2 separate regions of the Callithrix jacchus genome follow, and region 1 is linked to region 2. A link is a contact called in public Hi-C data. All regions are on one chromosome and are shown on one strand. Each heading gives the region's core, a stretch centred on a gene start, on an enhancer-like site or on the middle of the called end of the contact. The rest is flanking DNA. Distances are from core to core; before and after follow the strand shown. Region 1 overlaps ERGIC1 (endoplasmic reticulum-golgi intermediate compartment 1). Region 2 has its middle 35 kb from the start of DUSP1.

Region 1 (4,984 bases), core at 1,536-4,035, 170 kb before region 2:
GGAGGCTGAGGCAAGAGAATAACAAACCCAGGAGGCAGAGGTTGCCGTGACCCGAGATTGCACCACTGCCTCCAGTCTGGGCAACAAGAATGAAACTCCTCAAAAAAAAAAAAAAAAAAAAGAGGGGAGGGCTAGGGCTGAGGAGAGAGAAGGAGTGGAGTGAGGAGAGAGAAGGACTGGAGCGGGATGGCTCTAGTGGTAAGAGCATATCTTTCTCAGACAGTTTCAAGTTCAATTCCTGGCTCTGGCACTTCCTATGCTCACCTTTGTGAACCCACATGTTAAGTGGGGATGACACCACCCACTACAAATAGGGTGGTTTGAATACTAAAAGGAGAAACAGGGGTCTTATGAGGAATCAGGGCCTGGCACCAATAGGCACAGAGCACCTACATTTATTGTCTTACGTCTTTGGAGGTCGTTAGTCTAAAATGGGCTTTGTTCCTGGGAAATGCATTTTCTTGCCTTTTCCAGCTTCTAGGAGCTGCCTAAGCCTGTGGCCCCGTCTCCCAATTCCAAAGCCAGCAGCTTCCACCTTCTCTGACCTCCATCTCCCTCTTATAGGAACTCCTGTGATTCCATCTGGACCACCTGGCTAGCTCCCCATCTCAAGATCCTTCACGTAATCACATTTGCAAAGTTCCTTTTGAATGCAAGGTTAACACGGCCACACGCGTCAGGGACAGGGATCTAGACATCATTGGGGGCAGGGAGTCATTCTTCTGTTGACCGAATTGGCCATAGTTAGGGGCAGGTGGCTCCACAGACAGCCACATCACCTTGCCGTCAGTGGCACAGTGTTGGCATCTGTTAGCAATCGAAATCTGCTCAACAAACACTTTTTGAGTACCTACGACCTGTCAGGAGCCAGAAACAGCAATGAATCAGACAGACGCTTCCTCTGCCTTCATCAAGCTTAGACACAAGAACCAGATGTCACTCAGCTCCTAAATAAATATGCTGCCACCCCCAACTCTGATGAGTACTTTGACAAAAAGCTGCAGGGGACCATGAGAGGGACTATAGGGCGACTGACCTTTGGGGAGAAGGGGCTGGGAAGACTTACTCTCAGGTGTGACCAAGGTCTGAGGGCATTGTAGGGAATCGTCCTGGCAGCATGTGCATGAGCCTGGAGGTAGGGAGGGCATGGCGGGTTTGGGGAACTGAATGAAGGTCACCATGATTGCAGTGTAAGGGAAAAGGGAAGGGTGGCGTGTGATGCAGTCCGAGTGGGAGGGGCCAGGTCATCTGGGCTCAGAGGCTGCAAGAGGCCTTTAGACATTTTTCTTTTTCTTTTTTTCCCTTCACCCCAAGAGGACTTTAGACTTTTTTTAAGACATAGTCTCACTCTGTCACCCAGGCTGGAGTGCAGTGGCACGATCTCAGCTCACTGCCACGTTACCTCCCAGGTTCAAGTGATTCTCCTGCCTCAGCCTCCAGAGTAGCTGGGACTATAGGCACACGCCACCATGTCCGGCTAATTTTCACATTTTCAGTAGATATGGGGTTTCACCAGGTTGGCTAGGTTGGTCTTGAACTCCTGACCTCAGGTGATCCACCCGCCTTGGCCTCCCATAATGCTAGAATTACAGGCGTGAGCCACCGCAGCTGGCCGAGGCCTGTAGACTTGATGTGAGCATAGCCATGGAGTCTGGCTTGCACTCTCAGCCTCTCTCTGGCTGCTTCGAGGAAGGCCCACTGGAGGGGCTGCTCTGCAGGAGGGAGAAGAGGAGGTCGATGATGGCACCTTGGATGGGGTGGGATGGGAATGGAGAGAGGAGGGATGCAGGAACCCATGTAGAGCAGGCGGGACTTGCTGATGGATGGGACTGGGGGCGAAGTGGGATGAGGCGAGGGAAGAATGCAGACAGACGGCTGCATTTTTTCCTGGACCCATCCTTTGGGCTGAGAAGGGGAGCAGGACCAGCAGGAGAGAGAGGTACTGAGTGCGGGAGGCTGTGCGGAGCCCAGGTGTCGTGGAGGCATCCCTGAGGAGCTGCTGGATGTTTGATGGCCACATCTGATTCCCAGATAATGCCTGGCCTAGGGAGCAGCACTTCGTGTAGCTGGGCTGTGATTATTTTAAACATGTATTAGGCCCCTTGGGTCCAGTCCCTACACTGTAAAATAAAAGATAACTGGCCTATCTTAAGCAAGTAAGATTCCAAGAGAGCTTTGTAAATAGCCATATCTTAGGAAAAGAGTAGGACTCAGGCAAAGGAATTCATTTTTACTAAGACCACATCTTTGCACCCTTAGCACCTGGTGTGATGCTGTTCACCAGGAGCGGTGGGCTCTGAAAGACATCCGGGCTTGCTTCTCTGTGGGGCCCACGGGATCTTCCCAGAGACAAGAGCGCAACGAATGGACCCCCACCGGTTAGGTTACACTGGGGGAGCCCTACTACCAGCATTCACACCATCCTATGTGCTCCCATGAAATGCCTTCAGCCCCATCTTAAAACAAGGAAACAGGTTCAAAGAGGGTGTGTCCCATCCCCAGGGTCACACAGCAGGAAATGGCTGAGCTGGAATCTCAACTCAGGCTTTCCACAGCTCAGGCTGCCGCCCAGCCCTCTCCTTAGCATTGGGGTCTAGGAATAAAATGCGGGGGGCCATGGCCTGAGAAGCCTTAGCATGGGAGAGGGGAGACACAGACCTGTGCCTGACCTTGCTTATAGTGTTGGCCCAGATCAGAGGCCACCAAGAACAAAGGAACTGGAGGGAGAGGGGCAAACAGGAGCTGAGGAGGTTATGCCCCAGGAGGAAAGGCCTCCCTACAGCCAAATGCTCTGCCCTAGCCTTCAACACCCAATTTCTACCCCAGCCTTAATTTGCAACTGTGGAGAGCTGTTGAGTAATGAGATTGCTGGGTGATTAACACACAGTCAACTAAGGAGAGCCTCAGCTTCCCTTCCCAGCCAGGAAGCCACCTGAGACTCTTTCTTGAAGCAACTCACCTTTCCCACCTGGTGAGGCTGGGCCTCCGCACAGCACTGAGGCATTGTGGGATGATGTCATCCACTGGCAATCCTCTGGAGGTGACCTCAGCCAAGAGCGAGGTGAATCCCAGGTGTGGCGCCAAGGTGAGCTCACCAAGAAGGCCCCAGGAAGCCTCTCCCAGGCGTGGGTCCCTGTCTTCCTAACCAGAATAAGCAGAGAACAGGCTCCGCAGGGCTAGAGGGCCACCCAGAACAAGGTGGCCGAGGTGCTGGGCAGGGACAGCCTGGGGCACTCTGGCCAAGCTGGTTATGTAAGGCTAGAACTGGCTGCTCCCAGGCTCCTTCCTGGAGGGCCCCCAGGCTGTGGAATAAACACAATTCAATCACCTGGGCCTCCTGATGAGGTCAATAGGGCCGCCTTCGTGTCCAAGGCAAATGTTCCAGGACTGCTGGCTTCCTGCCATCTCAGCCAGCGCCAGGAGCCCGCCCACAGCCACCCCACCCCAGGGGCCTGCCAAGGCTAACTGACTCCATTGGCTAGGGCTGAACTGATTTTAAAAGGCCAACGGGCTGCCAGAAATCAACCCACCCGGAAGAAAAATAAATGTTTTTTGTGAATTTACTGTGGTTTGAGGACTCCCGTGGGCCTGAGTCCCCTGTCACTAGTGTGGGCAGTGGGAAGGCCTATGGAGGCAGTGGCAGATGGGTGTAGGCTCACCTCCTGGCTCTGCCACTTGGGAGCTGGGAGACCTAGGACACAGTGCTTCACCTCTCTGAGCCTCAGTTTCCTCATCTGTAAAATTGGAAAAACTTTCGATCAGTTTGAAAATAGGCAAAATTAATCTATGGCAATGGAAATCAGAATAATAGTGGCGGGGGTTACTGACTGGGAGGGGCTCAAGGGAGCCTTCTTTGGTGATAGAATGTATTATGTCTTCATCAGATGGTTACAAGTGTAAACACAGGTGAAAATTCATCAAGCCTCTATCTTAAGATTTACCCACTTTGCTTTATGTAAGTTACACATACCTCACTAAAATTAGAAAATAAGAAAGGAAAGGAAGGAGGGAGGGAGAAAGGAGAAAGAAAAAAGTAAGAATAAAGATTTCATCTACTTCACAGGGTGCTGGAAGACTGCTGGATCAAGCTGCTGGCTGCCCCAGGGCAGGAGAGTGAATGAGCGTGTGAGTGTGAGTCAGTGTATGAGTTTGAGTGTGTGTGTGTGACTCATCTTTCTCAAGGGCTGATTCCAGGCTCTTCTTGGTAAAGAAAATACAGCAGCACAGTGGAAGCCCAGGCTACCAGGGTTCAAATCCTGGCTCTCAATCACCTCTTGGCTGGTTGACTTGGGCAAGGGGCTTCCCCTCCGTCAGTTTCCCCAGACATAAAATGGGGACAATTGCAGCAACCCTATGCCATGGGGTTGCTGAAAAGATCAAATGAGAACAAGAACAATGCTAAGTGTGGTCTTAGTAAACAGTAAGTGCTCAATACATGTCCACTGTTTTTATCATTATTATTAATATCGATGCTCAATGGGCTGATCCAGTGTTTAACAAGGGTACTGTTCTCCTTTCACGTTGATGAAACTGGGCTCAGAGGAGTACAAATGGCTGGCTAAGATCAAAGGACCAGGAGGAAGCAGAGGCAGGATCTGAGCCCAGGGACAGGGGGCCCACAGCCCATGCTCTTTCCAAGGCATTGCACTGCCTGGATGGGATGGGAATCAGTGAAAAATTGAGGGGCCATCACCCTTGTAGACTGGTGATGCAGGTGTCCTAGTCCTTTTTCGTCATCTCCAGGTGTGCCCATTCCCACCATGGCCCGGGTGCCTACAGGGTACAAGGGTGGTTAGGGGTTCACTTGCGTCTGTCCCACAAGCCTCCCCCAGTCCTGTCACCATCCCCAGGATGAGGGCTCCCTGAGCCTCAGCACAGAGCGTGTTCTCACAAACTTCTGTGGAATGAGCCCAAGTGGAGGAGGGAGTCCTCAGCAGAACTCCCAGGATGCAGGGAAGGCGTGCACTGGTGGAACACAGCGGGG
Region 2 (4,843 bases), core at 1,656-4,155:
TAAAAAAAAAAAAGGCCCTCGGAATGTTAAACCCAGCCTGTGAAACAGGAGTCCTGCTTCTGTCCATGGAGTGGTGAGTGGTGGTCTAACAGTCACCATTTTTTCACCAAGGTAGGAAAGAAAGAACAACCATGAGAGGTTTGGTGCTGACTATTCCTGCAGAACCTTCATGACAGCTCTACACAGAGAGGAGCTTTGCACATAAAACCAGGCCGGGGCAGCATCCTCCAGCAGAGGCTCTCCACGCCCCACGTGCAGATGCACACGTGTGCGTGTGTGTGCATGCATGTATATGAGTGGGGAGCCAGAGGGTGGAGTGCAGTGGCTGGACATGCAGACTGGAGCTCCAGACTGCCTGGGTCTGAATCCCAGCTTCTCAGTTGTGTGCCCTCAGGCAAGTGGCTGCCCCTCTCTGTGTCTCTTTGCTTCTGTGAAATAGTGGAGGGGTAAATAGTCTCTCCTTCATTATTCATGCAGCAGCGCTGGTATAAGTGTTACTCCAGTGCCCGGCGGAGAGCAAAAGCTTTTAGAATGGAACAAACTATTGGGCAAACTGAATCAAGATTACCAGATGAAGTGACTATGACTTTAGGCAGGGGAGAGGCCATGTGGACCAAGAGGCTCTTCAGAGGAGGTCACATCAGAATTGTTCTGGAACTCTCCTGCCTACAAGCCTTCAGTGGCTCCTCTGCTGTCCTCCAGAGAGGTTTGTTGGTTGCCTCCAGGGCTTGCAAGGCTCCCTGTGAGCTGGGACCCACCCACCTCTGGGGTTTGCCTCTGTGACCCTCCTCTGTTCCTGCTCTCCCCACTGCAGCCTCCATCCCTTCCTGCAAGTGGATCAGCCCCAAACCCTGGAGCTGTGTTGATGACTTTATCTCCCTCCCACCTAGGCCTGCCTCACCGCTCTTCCTCCAAAATATATGCTGGCCCGGCTGCTGCCCAGGCCTCCACACCCACCCCTCAGGACTGCCCAGTTCTCTCACCTGCCCTTGAGTCCCTGCACGGCTTCCACCCTTTGTCACATGGCAGCCAGAGGGGTCCTTTGAAAATATGGCTCTGAGAGTGCTGCCTCCCATCCTGCCTGGGGGACAACCCCAATGCCTTGCCAGTGCACCAGTCCCCAGCTGCTCAGGCCCTGCCGGCCCCTCCCCTGCCTTCTCACTCCTTGCTTTACCCATGCAGTCCTCCCATCCTGGTCCTGCAGAGCTTGGGCACTTGCCCCACAGGGCAAGCACCTCCCCCAGGTCTTTGCCCAAATTTACTTCCTCAGAGAGGCCTTCCCTGGATTCCCCAGCTGGCCCCCATACACACAAACACACACACACACATACATACATTCACAAATACACATAGATATACAGACACACACATGCACATGCATACAAAAATACACATAGTTATATACACAAACACACTTACACATACATACACAGGCACAGCATACACACACAAATCCATGTACACACAATATTCTTGCTGTCATAGAGCTTACAGTTTAGAGAGATGAATAATACTGAAAAGTTTATAAGTAAGTGATTTGTGCATTTCATACATAAAATTAAAAGAGAATATAATTTTGAGTGGAAATAAGCACTTTAAAAAGCTAAGGAGGTGGTCGGGTGTGGTGGCTCACACCTGTAATCCCAGAACTTTGGGAGGCCGAGACGGGCGGATCACCTAGAGCAGGAGTTTAAGACCAGCCTGGCCAACAAGGTGAAACCTCATCGCTATTAAAAATACAAAAATTGGCTGGGTGTGGTGGTAGGCACCTGTAATCCCAGCTACTCAGGAGACTGAGACAGGAGAATCGCTTTAACCTGGGAGATGGAGGTTGCAGTGACTCAGGATCACACCACTGCACTCCAGCCTGGGCAACAGAGCAAGACTCTGTCTCAAAAAATAAAAATGCTAAGGAGAGAAGCAATAAAGAAGAGACTAGGGTGTATATGTTGTACACACACACACACACGCATGCACACACACACACACATACACACAGCCTAGTTTCCTCTTCATCTGTTTCCTTAGTCTTTTTCAAAGTGCTTATTTCCACCTGAAATTATATTTTCTGATAATTTTATTTGTGAAATGTATAAATCAATTATTTCTAAGCTTCACAATATTGTCTGTCTCACTGAATGACAGCACAAATATCATCTGCAGGAGAAACAGAAGGAAAAAGGAAGGAAATAGGAAGGGAGGGAGGGAGGAAGGAAGGAAGGAAGGAAGGAAGGAAGGAAGGAAGGAAGGAAGGAAGGAAGGAAGGAAGGAAGGAAGGGTGGGTGGGTCAAAGGGTCAGATCTGGCTGGGTGGAGACAGCAAGGAGGGGAGAGGTGAGCCCGTGCAGGGATATCTGGGAGATGGCATGGTCCGGCTGGCTCAGAGAAGGCGCAGGGCATTCTGGGACACGAGGCTGGGGGATGAGTGTTGGAAGAAAATGTGTGGAGCCTTAAATGCCAGAAAAGAGAGCTGTGGAACCAAGGAGCAGATCTGCGTTTTGACCCTAAACCTCTTTCCTCTCCCTGGAAGGCAAGTTAGCGTCTAGAAAGGACAGCGGATTCCTCAGGGTCCAGTCCTGTAGATCTGCTCATATTCCAACCTCCAGCCCACAGCCAGCCAGGGAGGGTGTGGACTCGGGGAGCTGGGGCCAGGGAGGAACTTGCAGCGTAACACCCTCTGGAATGCTGTGGCTGCAATTAACTCGCTCCAGATTCACTTAGTTCCCGTCAGAACATGAAACCAGAGGGAAAAAAACCCCATGAGGCCCGGATTGATCAGCACAGAACTTAGCAACAGCACAACAAGCTGTAGCAAACCCGTCCCTGGAGCCGAGGTGGTTTCCAGCTAGGCCCAGGGGTTAGGAGCTGGGAGCTGATCTGCCGCTCCTGGCTGGCTTGTGGAGCCAGAGGTCCACCCCAAGACCTCAGGAGGCCCACCTGGCTGTCGCCAGTGGGGTGCAGCTGTGGCTCATGCTGGATCCAGAACCACAAGGGCTCCCAGGAATGGCTTCACTTCCCCATTCCACCACATGGAGAGACTGAGAAGGGTATTGTTGGTTGGCCCTGCTCCCAGACTCAGCCACCTTGGACATCCTGGTTTGCTCTGCTGGTTGATGGACTCACTGGCTCCGCACCCTTGCCAGGAGCCCACAAGGGAATCTGGGACTTCAGAGTTTTAGCAACACCCCAATCATCGGGGCATTTCTCAGTGACTCACAGCCTCCCGTCTTCTCCATCATCACAGCTGGATGGCCAGGAGCTTGGCCAGCTGCTGACCCAGTTCTTCAATCCTGCCTCCTCTCTCCCAGGCCAGCTTCACACTCACTGGGCTGGCGTGATTTCACCATAAAATATCTCAAGCATATGGAAAAGTTCAGAAAATTGTGTTTTGGCCAAACAGCCGGCACTCCTATTTAACCCTTAATGATCTGCCTGATTTGTGTCAGGGGGTGATGGTGGGGTGTCCTCAGGCCTGTCTGGGGAGCAAGGTGACCAGCAGAGCTAGAGATGGGCTCTGGAATGGGCAGCGTCTTTGTGTGCATTCCTGATGCCAATGCCCATCAAGGTTGTCTTGTGGGTCCCTGCCATAGGCCTGGCACCATAGTAGGTCCTCAGGGAGCAGTGGTTTTCCTGATACTGTTGGTTCACACCTCAAAGCCAATAATACAGGCAAGTAGTATCCAAAGGAGAAAAGAGAAGCCCAGATTGGGGCTCAAGGTCACTCAGCCAGAAAGGGGACCAGGACTATGAGCCAAGGCCTTTTTGGGAGTGGAGAGATGACAGACTCCTCTTCCCCCAGTGCCATCCCATCTCCAGGATGAGCCCTTCAGAGAGGAGGCTGAGGGCACGATCCCACTGGAGAGCAGGGCTTATGAAAGAAATGGCCTGGACTTCTCTGACGCACCCATTTGGGGAACTGGAGGCAGAGGCTTCTCCAGAGATGGGGGGCTCCAGGCTCGCTCTGATGACCCCTCCCTCCCTCTGCAGCAGCTGTAATTGGGTCTGCTTGAAACTGCTTCTCACCCTGCCTGAGTGACAGGGAGTCAGGGCAGACTCTTCACAGCTGGGGCCCACAGGAGGAGTGGGTCTGGGAGTCCCGAGCTCGGGAATGCCAACTCTCACATCTGTTTGCTTGACTCCAGTGTGGCTGACCTAGTCCGTGACGATTCAGCGCAGCTTACTAAGGACAGACCACCCGTGCCATCCTCCAAGGGCCCTGGTGGGTGGATGTAAGAGGTAGGGCAGTGGGGGGGATCCCCCTGGAACCCCAGTCCCCAGGATGGAGTCCCTGGCTACCAATTCTGAGCTGTGTGGCCCTGGGGAAGGCAGTTTCTCCTCACTGAGGCTCAGTTCTTCATCATGTGTGAACTGCGAGGGTTAAGTGACCGATGTAGCACATCCCTGGCACCCCGAAATGATGACTCTTACTGCAGTGGAAAGTCCAGCACGCCTGCTGCCCTCCCCTCACTGTGTTGTTGTAGAACATTGGTTCTCAAAGTGTGGTCACCGCATCACCCTGAACAGTGCCACCCAGGAACCTATTAGAAATGAAAATTCCCCAGCCCCACCTCAGAACGACTGAATCAGAAACTCTGGGGTGGGGCCCAGTGTTCTGTGTTGAATGAGCCTCCTGGGGATTCAGACATGCACTCAGGTTTGGGGACCACTCCTTTAGGACATCCACTAACCATGACACTTCCCTGCTCTAAACACTTCCATGGCTCCCTATTACTTTCTGGATAAAATCAAAAGGCTCTAACCAGCATTCGAAGTCCTCCCCTGCTGGCCCTGGCTGACGGCAGGTGGCCGGCCTGTTTTCCCAACCCCATGATAGGCTGCTGGAG

The links. Hi-C and Micro-C count contacts between places; a contact is called where the count stands out from the background.
Region 1: a contact with region 2 is called in a Hi-C map of skeletal muscle, with 2.1 times the contacts expected there. The contact joins two enhancer-like sites. A contact is called at or near these places in 2 of 3 Hi-C or Micro-C datasets (induced pluripotent stem cells and skeletal muscle).

What each region holds. Positions count from the first base shown.
Region 1 is chr2:65,256,297-65,261,280 of calJac240_pri, reverse strand. All of the region lies in intron 3 of ERGIC1 (endoplasmic reticulum-golgi intermediate compartment 1), which reads right to left. Among named protein-coding and RNA genes, the nearest start is that of RPL26L1, 52 kb to the left of the region's middle. Within about 2 kb of position 2,785, at least 12 of the 16 cell types and tissues checked have an H3K27ac peak or open chromatin away from gene starts, as enhancers often do. A contact at or near this core is called in skeletal muscle, where this site is marked.
Region 2 is chr2:65,083,968-65,088,810 of calJac240_pri, reverse strand. No RefSeq gene overlaps it. Among named protein-coding and RNA genes, the nearest start is that of DUSP1, 35 kb to the left of the region's middle. Within about 2 kb of position 2,905, at least 10 of the 16 cell types and tissues checked have an H3K27ac peak or open chromatin away from gene starts, as enhancers often do. A contact at or near this core is called in skeletal muscle, where this site is marked.